3 separate regions of the Macaca mulatta genome follow, and regions 2 and 3 are each linked to region 1. The links are chromatin contacts, called in public Hi-C maps. All regions are on one chromosome and are shown on one strand. Each heading gives the region's core, a stretch centred on a gene start, on an enhancer-like site or on the middle of the called end of the contact. The rest is flanking DNA. Distances are from core to core; before and after follow the strand shown.

Region 1 (4,394 bases), core at 1,723-4,222:
AGTGCCTATAGCCTTTCATATTTTGTAATGTACATTTACATTTTAAGTAATCAGGTTTTAATTTTATCATTTATGTTTTTTAATGTGCTAATTCATTAGTGTCTACTTGTATCCTTATTAACTCCTTGTTCCTACACTCTTCTGATTTATTTTGTTCTTTATCTGTTGTTTGTTTGTTTGTTTGTTTTTTCCCCAGACTCACTCTGTTGCCCAGGCTGGATCATAGCTCACTGCAGCCTCAAGCGATCCTCCTGTGTCAGCCTGCCAGGTAGCTAGGTCTGTAGGTGTGACCCACTCCACTAGGCCCTTTATCTGGTCTCTTGAGTCAGGTGCTTATTTGCAGTATCTTCTGGTTGTTAATAAAAATATGTAAGGCTATACATTTTTCTTTAAATAAAGCTTTGGCCAAATCCCATATCATTTGATAAAGTGTTCTGTTAATTTCTTTAGTCTAAAGGCTATTTAAAAAGTAGTTTAAAATTTCCAGGGGGTTCTTTTTTGGTGGGGGAGAAGCTTTTTGTAGTTAATTTCAAGTTTAATGCATTGCATTAACAAGATGTGGCCTGTTATGATATCTTTTAAGAATTCATATTTTTCTTCATGGTCTAGTACATGATTGATTTTTAAAAGTGTTTCAGAAACAACATAATTTTATCCTCTGTTCGGTGCAAATTTATATATGTAGTGAGCTCTCTAGTGTACCAAGCTAATTATTCAAATCCTTGCTGTCCTTGACACCTGTTTTAAAGTTTCCTTCTTGGCCAGGCATGGTGGCTCCCACCTGTAATCTTAGCACTTTGGGAGGCTGAGGCGGAAGGATTACTTCAGCCCAGTGAGTTGGAGACCAGACTGGGCAATATAATGAGACCTTGTCTCTACCAAAACAATATTTAAAAAACCTTTAGCTGGCCAGGTGCGGTGGCTCATGCCTATAATCCCAGAACTTTGGGAGGCTGAGGCAGATGGATCATGAGGTCAGGAGTTCAAGACCAGCCTGGGCAACTTGGTGAAACCTTGGCTCTACTAAAAATACAAAAATTAGCTGGGCACAGTGGCACGTGCCTGTAATCCCAGTTACTGGGGAGGCTGAGGCAGGAGAATCACTTGAGCCTGGGAGGCGGAGGTTGCAGTAGGCCGAGATTGCGCCATTGCACTCCAGCCTGGGCAACAGAACGAGACTCCGTCTCAAAAACGAAACAAAACAAAACAAAACAATACAAAAACTTCAGCTGAGCGTGGTGCAGTATGCTTGCAATCCCAGTTACTGCGGACGCTGAGATAAGAGGGTTGCTTGAGCCCAGGAGGCAGAGACTGTGCCACTGCACTCCAGGCTGGGTGACAGAGTGAGACCTTGTCTCAACAAACCAACAAAAACTGCCTTAAAGGAGCTTGCAGTGAGCCGAGATCGCGCCACTGCACATTCCAGCCTGGGTGACAGAGCGAGTACTCAGTCTCAAAAACAAAAACAAAAACAAAAAAAGAAACCTGCCTTAAAATACTTTTGTCAAATGTTCTCTTTTTCTTTTTTTCGAGACGGAGTTTCACTCTGGCACCCAAGCTGGTGTGCAGTGGTGCGATCTCGGCTCACTGCAACCTCTGCCTCCCAGGTTCAAGCGATTCTTGTGCCTCAGCCTCCTAAGTAGCCGGGATTACAGGCGCCTGCCACCATGCCCAGCTAATTTTTGTATTTTTAGTAGAGACAGGGTTTCCCCATATTGGGGATCTCCTGACCTCAGGCGATCCACCCACCTCCGCCTCCCAAAGATTACAGGCGTGAGCCACTGCACCCGGCCAAATTTTCTCTTTTTCTAAAAGTTCTTACTTTATACATTTTTATGCAACTTTATACACTGAAAGGCTATTTCCATCTAATCTACTGTTCACCCCACGATCTCTTAAATCCCTTCTAGCTCTAAGACCCCAAGATTCTACTTCCAGAAATGTAATCCAGAGAACGATGAGTTTCTGGTCCTGACCAATGTTCAGCTAGGCAACACTGCTGAACTCTCTGTAGCATAAAAACACCAGACCCAACTGATGGGTCCCTGATCACCGGGTGCTGTGGCTCACGCCTGTAATCCCAGCACTTTGGGAGGCCGAGGCGGACGGATCACGAGGTCAGGGGTTCGAGACCAGCCTGGCCAACATGGTAAAACCCCGTCTCTAATAAAAATACAAAAAATAGCCGGGCATGGTGGTGTGAGCCTGTAATCCCAGCTACTTGGGAGGCTGAAGCAAGAGAATCGCGTGAACCCGGGAGGCGGAGGTTGCAGTGAGCCAGAGATCGCGCCATTGTACTACAGCCCGGGCGACACTTTTATAAAAGTCTATCTCCCTTTGACAGGTTTGATCGACCCTCCTTCCTATAAAGAAACAAAGTTGTCTTAACATCTAAGACGAACCATATTGCGGTGAAAGGGGTGCTACGAATCCTGGGTTTTAGCTCTTGCACTGCGTCTCAGTGTGACACTGGATCCCAGTTTCCTCACCACTAAAGCCAATAGGCTATTAAAACTCCCTTAGAAGTAGCTTTAATCCCTTGACAAGACTAAAAATATTAACGCAGTGCTTGAGCCTCTGGAACGGAACCAGCACTGGAGTTCTGTTTGGTCGTCCGCTCTCTTCCCCCTCAAGATTAACGATCTGGAGGGAGTTCTGGTGAGTTCGAGTTCTCGTAACTTGGGAGGGACTAACCAGAAGCCCGGCAAGCACCCAGTAACACGATCTCTGGGTATTCCTTCAGCCTCATCGATACATCTCTTCCTACCTCGCCTTCCTCCGCTGCAGCTTCTTTCAAGTCCGCATCTGCGTCTCCGTCAGTTTCCTCTGGGATTCCATCCGTGTCGGTAGCCCCCGGGTCCCCGGACGCAGCGGCCGTCTCATCCGACTCCCCTGTCTCTCCACCTTTGTCGGAGGGCGACTCGCGGGCATCGTCCATCACGGATAGGATTGGAGGGGAGAGGAGATCGCGGCGATGTCTGAGGCAGAAGCTCGGAACCCCGAGCTGCACAGGACAGTATCTTACTTCCTGTCGTCGCGCAGCGATGACATCACCCCTACCGCTCTCCTGAGGGGTCATTTTGAGGCGCGCGTAGAGGACTAGAGGACTCATTTTAACTTTGGTTTGGCGACAGTGGGAAGCGGGAAAATTGGACGTAAAGAGCTCAGACTATGGATCCTCCTAGCTAGGAAACCAGCACTTGTGAAGGAGCGCAGTTTTGTTTACTAAATAACTTTTTCCTTTTCGCCTGTCTAAAAATTCAATACCAGTTAATCCCTTCGTTAACCCCTCAGAGTAAAGTTGGGGGATCGGGAGAAAACTCAGTTCCGTTGTATGGCGGTGTCGTGGAATGAGGCTACCCGGGATTGGTAAACTTTCAGGCAAGACTCAACCTTGTGTATTTCAACTGGCCCGAAACCGCGGGTCTGTGTGTACGTGGAATTGCTAGCATTTCCGCTCCATTCAGCAAGCACCTTAACAACAAAAAGTCATCTAGCTTGAGCAGAATTTATCCAATTCATTTATTCATCCACAACTATTGACTGCGTACTTCGATTTAGAAACAGTGCTAGTACCAGGGAACAAAACACACATAGTTTCTATCCAATTAAATGATTTTTTTTCAGTTCGCAAGTATTCAAGATTGAGGTTTGTTTCTACAAGTCTGACACTTTTCTATCATTTTGGTTAATCTTACCAAAACTAAGAGGAAAGCCTAAAGAGAGGAAGGTGTCTCCTTCGAACGTTTCACTTTAACGAACTAGTTCATGTACTGGGAGGATGAAGTGGTGAGGATATTTCTATTTTAAAATTTTCTTCTCTTCCCTCATAGAGATACGAGGGGGAGGGCGTTTTATTCACCTGGGTATGACTAGGTCCCAGCACCTATTACATATTTAATTTATGCGTGCTTAAAGAATGTCCTTGGAAATGTAGGTGCGCGTTACCATATTTATCTCTTTGTTTCTGCGCTGCCTGGACGAATTGCCGTATTTCCTGTCCCAGGAGCTCCCAAAACGTTTAGGGAAGGAGCGCACTTCGGGAGGCGCGTACAGGTGGGCCTGTTTGTCCCTTTCCACCTATATAATGGGGACCCACAAGGCGCTGTCCCCATAACCCGTGAGGCCTGTCTCGGCACAGCAAAATCCACCTGCGCTGGTCCGCGGAGCCCCGCCCAGCTAGGTGAGCTAGGGGGCGGGGCGCGGGGGCGCGGTGACGCGTGACGCCGGATCCCGGAAGTGACGCGCTTGTGGAGAAAAGGCAGGGAGGGGGGGTGGTGTCCCCAGCCGGTTTGGGGGGTGCGTTGCCCGGAGACGGAAAGTTTGGGAGCCCGAGCAGGCTCGGCTGCAGCCCCGGGGAGGGGGGTCCAGCGGGTGGCGGCCCTGGGGATGGG
Region 2 (4,593 bases), core at 569-3,068, 94 kb before region 1:
ATATTCTGGTGAGAGGTGGGCAGAGGGACAATTAATGATATTCAATCCTACTGGAGGGGAGTGAGTAGTAAAGCACCCAGACCGAAGATGATTTGCTTCCCTTTTATAGAGTATTTTGGGGACTTCTGGGGAAAATTGAACTTACTATGACTAAGGGATAGGCATAGGAATGCATGGTCTGTTATTTTTGAGACAGTCTCGCTCAGTCCACCAGGCTGGAGTGCAGTGGGGTGATTTCAGCTCACTGCAACCTCTGCCTCCCAGGCTCAAGGGATCCTCCCATCTCAGCCTCCCGAGTAGCTGGGATTACAGGCGCGTGCCACCACGCCCGGCTAATTTCTGTATTTTTTGTAGAGATGAGATTTCGTCATGTTACCCAGACTGGTCTTGAACTCCTGGGCTCAAGCGATCCGTCTGTCTCGGCCTCTCAAAGTGCTGGGATTACAGGGGAGAGCCACCGCGGCTGGCCTGATTATTTATTTTTAAAATTTAACATTTGTATGATTTACCGTGCTTAGACTATTTCTGGAATTAGGGAGTTATTGTTTTGAGGGAAACAATTGTTTTGGGAGACAGAGAGACATGGTTCAATGTCCTTGGTTTTATATTAAAGAATGAATGACTACATTTAAAATACAATATTAGCTGGTGGCCAGACCAGCTAATATTATAGGAATAAGACTGTCTCAAGAGGTTTTTGTCTTTCTTTTTTTTCCCCAAGTTTTTGCTTGAAGGCTTAAGTCCAGAGAACTGTCACCTTTCCATCTTTGCCATTGGGTCTACGGGTGTCGCCGGCATGTGGGTTACACTTTTTTTTTTTTTTTGAGACGGAGTCTCGCTCTGTCGCCCAGGCTAGAGTGCAGTGGCACCATCTCGGCTCACTGCAAGCTCCGCCTCCCGGGTTCACGCCATTCTCCTGCCTCAGCCTCCCGAGTAGCTGGGACTACAGGCGCCCGCCACCACGCCCGGCTAATTTTTTTGTATTTTTAGTAGAGACGGGGTTTCACCGTGTTAGCCAGGATGGTCTCCATCTCCTGACCTCGTGATCCGCCCGCCTCGGCCTCCCAAAGTGCTGGGATTACAGGCGTGAGCCACGGCGCCCGGCCATGGGTTACACTTTTAAGCGTATGGATGAAATAGAGTGGACGTAACACTTGACTGGGAGTCAGAATACTTGGGTTCTAGTCCTGGGTGGCCCTAAGTAGGTGACCTTGGGAAAGCTCTTATTTCCCAGGGCTTCCGTTTCCGTTATTTGCACAGTGAAGATGCTCATCTCTAAAGTCCTAGGTCGTTTTAACAACTGACTGTCTCATTTTCTTCTGACCCCATATTTGGGAGGGAGTGCTTCTGCAGTGCGCCGCTCAGGTCTTGAGTGAATATATTTTACCCATCGGTTCAGGAGCCGAGGCTAAGGGAGGCACCAAGAGGGTGACGGCGCCCCCTTCCCAGCTCTGCAGCACAAAGCCCTTCGCGGCTGACCGCAGCGGTTGGTTCGCGTCTCCCATCTACGGGTCTGTGAGGTCCTTCATACTACTTTTTAGTCCCCAGCCTGATTCCTGGAGTACAGCTGGTGCTCAACAAATACTGAGTGAATGTGTGAGGGAAATAAAGGAGAGGCGGACGCTGGCATCCGGGAGCTGCGCAATGACCTAACGAATTTCTGCAAAAATTACAACTACCCCGCCTTTCTCCTAGGCTTCAAGGCGACTGCCGGGTGCGAAAGGAACCGCACACCCCTCAGAGGAGAAAGAAGCTTTTCAGACCGGAGAGGCAGATGGGAGCGCGGAGGGAGGAGGCTCCAGCCAGCCCGCCCCCGCGCTGCGCGCGCCACCGCCCCTCACCGCGAGCGCCTCTGGCCGCCGCAAGCAAGGCCGGCGGGTGGCGCGCGATCTTCGCGTCGTTCTGGGCCGGCGGCCGCGGCGCCGCGCAGGTGGGTGGGATCGTGGCGGAGCGCCAGGCGCCCAAACAGGGGCGAGAAAGCGCCATGGCGTCTGCGGCGGCTGTGTCCGGTGCTCACGCCGCTGCGAGGTGAGGGGGCCGCCTCTTCTCCACTACTGAGGAGGCCACAGCTGCCCGCCCACCCGCCTTCCACGCGGGCCGCGGCTCCGGCATGGCCGGGATCATTAAGAAGCAGATCCTGAAACACCTGTCCCGGTGAGAGCGCCAGCGTCGGTCCCCGGCGGTCCCGGGCCCTTCCTAACCCTCTCCGACCTCCTCCCTGACGCCGCGCTCCGGGCCCAGTCTCCCTCTCTCCAGCCCGGAGCCGGGACTCCGTGGCAGCCCTGCCTAACTCGAGCCCGGACAGCTTGCACCCCGCGCCCGCCGGCACCCACCGTTGTCGCCGCTCTGTGTTTCCCCTGCGCTGGGCCCTCCTGCCCTGGCGCGGGTGCCGCTAGTCTCTTCCCACCCTAACAGCCCCCTGGACTTTTTCTCTCACCTCAAGGGCTTTCCTGGCCTGCTGTCCCCACCTCCCACACCTCCGAGCAGGTCATCCTGTGTTCCCCTGACCGTCTTTCCGAGGCCCCCACGAAGCCCACCCTTACCTGCCCGAACCAGCTGTCTTCTCTCTGCTTCCTCCTGCCTTTGGGCCCGTGCCCCTTCCTCCAGGCCTCTGACCGCCCTCCTCTCCCAGATCCTGTGCCCCTGCCCGTCCTAAATAACGCTGCCACCAGTCCTGCTAAGCCGTTTCCCCTTAGATTTCCAACACCAAGACTGGTTTTTTCTTTCCCAGGAGCTCCCACCACCTCCTCCTCTTCTGTCTGACCCTGTTGCATCACCTTTGGAAAAGCCCAGCACCCAGGGCCGTTCCTCTGGACTTCTTTCTCCCTCTTTTGCTTTTCTTTTCATTACACAGCCTAATTGGAGAAAGGTCATGAGAGTTGGGGATAAAGTTTCCGCAACCTTCCCTTTAAGATGTGGAGGTTTTTTGACAGCCTGTGAAAAGAACCAACAACGTCCGCTTCAGCTTTGCAGCCTTTTATTAAGCAATGTTATGTCTCTGAGTAATTTGGCATGAGGAGGCTGGCCGGCAAAACAGTTTTCAGATGTAGCCGAGTGACTGCTGAACCCCGTGTTCCGGTGGCTGGTTGTCAGAACCAGTGGCCACAAAAATTGGAAGCTAGGTTTTACTTAGTTTTCACTCCTTATTCCATGCTGGAGTTGGTGATGGTTAATACCTTAATCAGCCTTTGTATCTCAAATGGAGAGTGATCCAGGGCTTGGAGGCACAGTGGTCAGTGGTTTTCAGGAGGTAGGGGTGAGGGGAGATGTCGGTCAACATGGGACACCCAGGCTTGCACTGATGTTTCTTTCTGTGTCTTCTCATTGCTTTGGTAAGCGGTATGTGAGATGCTATTCCTGCCACTGCATCCCCTTTTCCTGGCTGACACTCTAGCTTATTTACTGTTACTTTGATCTGAGACTTTAATTAGTAATTAGACTCAGATCCATCTTTTGGTTAATCACAACGTAGTAAAAGAAAAATTGCACATTGGAGGCTGGTGCTGGAAAGTGCCTTTGGACCTTTTACTCAGATTAACGTAATATATTCTTTTTCAGGTAATAGTAATCTAGATGTTCCATGAGTCTGGTTGTTTTGTGTAAAGATATAGTAGTATTTGGGGCATGACCAAAGATCGCAGAATGGAATAGGGAATTGTATAATTTGAAAGGACACAGAATTTTAGAGCTTAGAGATGATCTCACTTATCATAGCATTGTTGTTTAAGAGCCTGGGTTCTTTCTGATTTACTTTCTCTAAAACGGGAATAAGAACAGTATCTACTTCAAGGGTACAAAAAAAAAAAAAAAAAAGAAAGAATAATAAGACCTACTATTTGTCCAGCCCAGCCAACATGGTGAAACCCTGTCTCCACTAAAATACAAAAATTAGTCTGTCATGGTGGTGCACGTCTGTAATCCCAGCTACTTGGGAGGCTGAGGCAGGAGGATCGCTTGAGTCCAGGAGGTGGAGGTTGCAGTGAGCCTTGTGCCACAGCACTCTAGCCTAGGTGACAGAGCAAGACTGTGTCTCAAAAAAAAATTAGTATGTTTTAAGATAAAATGTGTAATTGGATTGTTTGTAACTCAAAGGGTAAATGCTTGAGAGGATGGATACCTCGTTCTCCATGATGTGATTATTTCACATCGCATGCCTGCATCAAAACATCTCCTGTACCCCGTAAATATATACACTACTGTGTACCCACAAAATTAAAAATTAAAATAGGTTATTGTAGTACATGAATTAATATATGTAAGGACTTAACCCAGTGCCTAACATACAGTATGTGCTCAATAAAACAGGTATGGTTATTTTTTGGATCACAATTTGTGTGACAATTTGATATAAGCTATAGATCTTGTCTCTGGAAAAATTCATATATGCAAACAGGTGATTTTTATATAAGTTTGAGAGGAAGGAGCAGTTATAAACTTCTGAAGCACATGCCTGAATCCCTCAAGGCATCCTGGAACTAGATGAATAATCCCTGATCTAGTTCCATACTTCATTTTATGGCTGAGGAAACCAAAGCCTAGAGAAGTTAAGTGACTTGCCCAAGTTGCATAGGAAGGTAAGGTAATGGAACAGAA
Region 3 (4,059 bases), core at 114-2,613, 120 kb before region 1:
GTCATCCCAGCACTTTGGGAGGCAGAGGCGGGCAGATTACTTGAGGTCAGGAGTTCTTCAAGACCACCGTGGTTAACACGATGAAACCCCGTCTCTACTAAAAATACAAAAAATTAGCCGGGCGTGGTAGCGGGCGCCTGTAGTTCCAGCTACTCGAGAGGCTGAAGCAGGAGAATGGCCTGAACCCGGGAGGTGGAGCTTGCAGTTAACCGAGATAGCACCACTGCACTCCAGCCTGGGCGACAGAGCGAGACTCCGTCTCAAAAAACAAAACAAAACAAAACCAAAAAATTTTAAAAAGGCAAGAGATAACCTTTCTCTATCATCTGTAAAGTTGGACTCCCCTCTTCCCCCCTTCACTTTGCTCCACCTAACCGACTACTATAAATATTTACTATTTTTTTGAGACAGGGTACCACTCTGTCACCCAGCCTGGAGTGCAGTGGCGCGATCACGACTCACTATAGCCACGACCTCCTGGGTTCAAGCGATCCTCCCATCTCAGTCCCCCGAGTAGCTGGGACCACAGGCGCGCGCTACCACCTCCAGCGAATTCTTTTTTTTTGATACGGAGTCTTGCTCTGTCGCCCAGGTTGGAGTGCAATGGCGCGATCTCGGCTCACTGCAACCTCCGCCTCCCGGCTTCAAGCCATTCTCCTGCCTCAGCCTCCCGAGTAGCTGGGATTAGAGGCGCCCGCCACCACGCCCAGCTAATTTTTGTATTTTTAGTAGAGACGGGGTTTCACCAGGTTGGCCGGGCGGGTCTCGAACTCCTGACCTCAGGCGATCCGCCCGCCTCGGCCTCCCAAAGTGCTGGGATTACAGGCGTGACCCACCGCGTCGGGCCAACGTCCGGCTAGTTTTAAAATTTTCTGTAGAGACAAGTTTCGCTATGTTGCCCAGGGCTGGTCTCCAACTCCTGGGCTCACGTGATCCTCCCGCCTCAGCCTCCCGAGTACCTGAGATTCCAGGCGCTAGCCACGGCGCCGGCTCCTGTTGGTTTTAATATGTGTCTTGTTTCACTAGAATCTCAACTCCACGAGGGCAAGAATTTTTATCCGTTTTGTTCACTGCTGTTTTTTCAGCATTTATAGCAGCCCCATGCGCTTTGCAGAGAATCATTAGATATTTACAAAAAGATTAAATACGCTCTTCCGGAAGCATCGAGAAACAAGATTAAAAGAGCTTGGGTTGAACCTCGTAGCGACCCGTAGTACTCCCCCTTCCCGCCATCCTATTAGATGAAAGGAAGAAATGGAAAAGCCCCGCCCCTCGCTCGGCTGCTGGTGGCGAGGGCTTCGGGTCTTCTCGCTAGTCTCGTGGGGTTCCGCGGTGTCGTCGCTGACTGTGCGCGTCATTTCCGGGCGTCACGTAACGGAGTGGCCAACGGCCGGCAGAGCAACATGCCCAAGTGAGTGGGGCCCCGAAATCTGAGGGTGATCGTAGTCACTAGTTGTGGCCCCTATGCAGGAGCAGAGAGCGGGTTCTGGTTTCTGAAACCTCGTGGGATGGCAGAGTATCTGGGACAGGTGGACGGAGATAGGGAGATGGAGAGCGCTAGACACCCCTTCTTAGAGTGGAGATGGATCCCGCTTAAGGCAACAAAAAAAGCCTGGTTTATATGTCGACGCTTTGACGCTTTTGAGTCGTGAGGAGGTCGGGCTTTTTGTTTGTTTCTTGGTTTTTATCTTCCATGAACAGCGCTTCCATGGATGGGCATCTAGCTGGTTGTCATCTCTTTTTTTCTTTCTTTCACCTCTTTTCAGGTTTTATTGTGACTACTGCGATACATACCTCACCCATGACTCTGTAAGTGGCGTATCCATACTTTCAAAAAGCCTTATGTGTAATAATTAAATGAGTTTTGTGTTTTTTTAAAGATGCAAGTTGTGCTTTCCCACCTGCTGAGGTTTAAGGTCTACTGCTTGTAGAAAATAGTTGGAGGTTATTTCCCACCCTAGAGTAACTTTGATTAAAAACCGCTTAACAAGGCAGGCACGGTGGTGTGCCTGTAGTCCCAGCTACGCAAGAGGATGAGGTGAGAGAATCGCTTGAGGCTGCAGTGAGGCATGATCAGGCACTGCACTCCAGCCTGGACAACAAAACAAAAAAAACTGCTTATCAAATAATACAGCAGTTAAAGTAGAATGTTTTGTTAGTACTTTTTTTTTTTTTTTTTTTTTTTTTTTGAGACGGAGTTTTGCTCTTGTTGCCCAGGCTTGAGTGCAGTGGCGCTGTCTCGGCTCACTGCAACCTACACCTCCCGGGTTTAAGTGATTTTCCTGCCTTAGCCTCCGAGTAGGTGGGACTACAGCCATGGGCCACCACGCCCGGCTAATTTTGAATATTTAGTAGAGACGGAGTTTCTCCATGTTGGTCAGGCTGGTCTCAAACTCCCGACCTCAGGTGATCTGTCTGCCTTGGCCTCCCAAAGTGCTGGGATTACAGGCATGAGCCACCATGCCCAGCTAACCCCGCCTCTTAAAAAACAATTTAGTGGTCTAAAGAGCACTTGAGTGGATCTTTGCCTTGCATGATTTTGTAATGTGCATTGGTTATTTGGAAAAGTTGATTGACTTGAGTTAGTGCCAGGCTTCAAATGTAGACACATTTGATTATGTAATGAAAACCCACATTAATTAATGTCACAATCTAATCAGAACCATCTTTAAATATTGGGAAGCTGTCAAGCTTATGGTGGCAGATAAGATTTTCCAAAATTCTGATTTTTGCTTAATAGCTCAAATTCTATCACTGGCAATACTTTCCATTGCTCTGTTTGAAGTGACAGGCTCACTCCATTCATTTTTGAGAAGTCTGAATATACGGTTTGTGTCTGTCACTCTCAAATAAAAATGGTGTTCCATCAAAAAGGCAGCTGGGCTGGATATGGTGGCTCATGCCTGTAATTTCAGCACTTCGGGAGGCCGAGGAAGGAGGATTGCTTGAGCCCAGGACTTCAAGAGAGGCAGCTAGTAGAGCTCATAATTTGAACAATTACATGCCTGCTTTTCCTTGAAAGGGCATCATATTTTGGCATGCAACATAAGTGCTTTGTCTATTTTTCCCATTTTGTCACTGAGAATATTAAAAAGACTTGAACTTAAGGGTTGAGATTTAATAAAAATTAATAATTTTGTTGCTTCATTAATTTCACTCAGTGAAACTAGCTTTTTTTTTCCCCTATGAGTACATACATTGAAGAATACAGTGATCACTAATACAGTCGGGTGCCATTGCCTTGATTCGTTCTGAAGTACCAGGAATTTGGCATCATCAGTGAAAATGTCAATACAGTGAAAAAGGAAAGTAATGGCTTAGTAGTATTATGAAAACACTTTGAACTTGCAGACCTTGTGAAAGAGTCTCAGAGACCCTTAGATGTCTGTGAACCATGCCCTGAACACTGCAGCTCTATGCTTTGCTGCCTCTGTAGAAATCTGATTAAATCATAATTCTTTTTACAGCTGAGGCCTCGCTGTGTTTCCCAGACTGGTCTAAATTATAACTCTTGATTATCTTGAATAGTAGCTGGAAGAAACTGGCCAGTGATTTTTCTATTGTCACTTTATTTGGAATTCTTTCTAATGTGGTCAGATGTAGTACAGCATTAATAGAGATGTGGAACATTTAAGTTGGGTGGTTCCTCTTGAAGACGTTGTTATAGTTCTGTATATTATCTTTTTTTTTTGAGATGGAGTATTGTTTTATTTCCCGGGCTGGAGTGTAATGGCATGACCTTGTTTCACTGCAGCCTCCGCATCCCGGGTTAAAGCAGTTCTCCTGTCTCAGCCTCTCGAGTAGCTGGGATTACAGGCCTGCACCACCACACTCGGCTAGTTTTTGTATTTTTAGTAGAGACGGGGTTTCGCCATGAAGAAACAGTCCCACCTTGGCCTCCCAAAGTGCTGGGAGTGAGTCACTGTGCCTGGCCAAGTTCTGTGTATTTTCATACATTGTCCTGGAGTAGAATGCTCTGATAAATTGGTATTTTTAATAGCTAGTCGGTTCTTGCTTATAGATCCCCAGTCCTTTTTTTACCCCCTCTCTAGGTAAAAC

Evidence for each region. A called contact is a pair of places that touch in the nucleus more often than the background predicts.
Region 2: a contact with region 1 is called in a Hi-C map of liver, with 4 times the contacts expected there. The contact joins the promoter of BLTP3A here to the promoter of TAF11 in region 1. A contact is called at or near these places in 2 of 14 Hi-C or Micro-C datasets (fetal cortex germinal zone and liver).
Region 3: a Hi-C map of fetal cortical plate shows a contact between it and region 1, with 1.8 times the contacts expected there. The contact joins the promoter of SNRPC here to the promoter of TAF11 in region 1. A contact is called at or near these places in 4 of 14 Hi-C or Micro-C datasets (CD4 T cells, fetal cortex germinal zone, fetal cortical plate and 1 more).

Annotation. Positions count from the first base shown.
Region 1 is chr4:147,388,025-147,392,418 of T2T-MMU8v2.0, reverse strand. TAF11 (TATA-box binding protein associated factor 11) reads right to left here and starts at 2,972. Exons shown (of 5, transcript NM_001261556.1): 1 at 2,768-2,972. The coding sequence starts at 2,938. ANKS1A (ankyrin repeat and sterile alpha motif domain containing 1A) reads left to right here and starts at 4,207. Exons shown (of 25, transcript XM_078000113.1): 1 at 4,207-4,394.
Region 2 is chr4:147,480,555-147,485,147 of T2T-MMU8v2.0, reverse strand. It overlaps BLTP3A (bridge-like lipid transfer protein family member 3A), which reads left to right and starts at 1,818. Exons shown (of 21, transcript XM_015136171.3): 1 at 1,818-2,154. The coding sequence starts at 2,111. It overlaps LOC114677624 (a long non-coding RNA gene), which reads right to left and starts at 2,677. Exons shown (of 3, transcript XR_003728998.2): 1 at 2,544-2,677.
Region 3 is chr4:147,508,152-147,512,210 of T2T-MMU8v2.0, reverse strand. It overlaps SNRPC (small nuclear ribonucleoprotein polypeptide C), which reads left to right and starts at 1,363. Exons shown (of 6, transcript XM_001111611.5): 1 at 1,363-1,411; 2 at 1,767-1,809. The coding sequence starts at 1,404.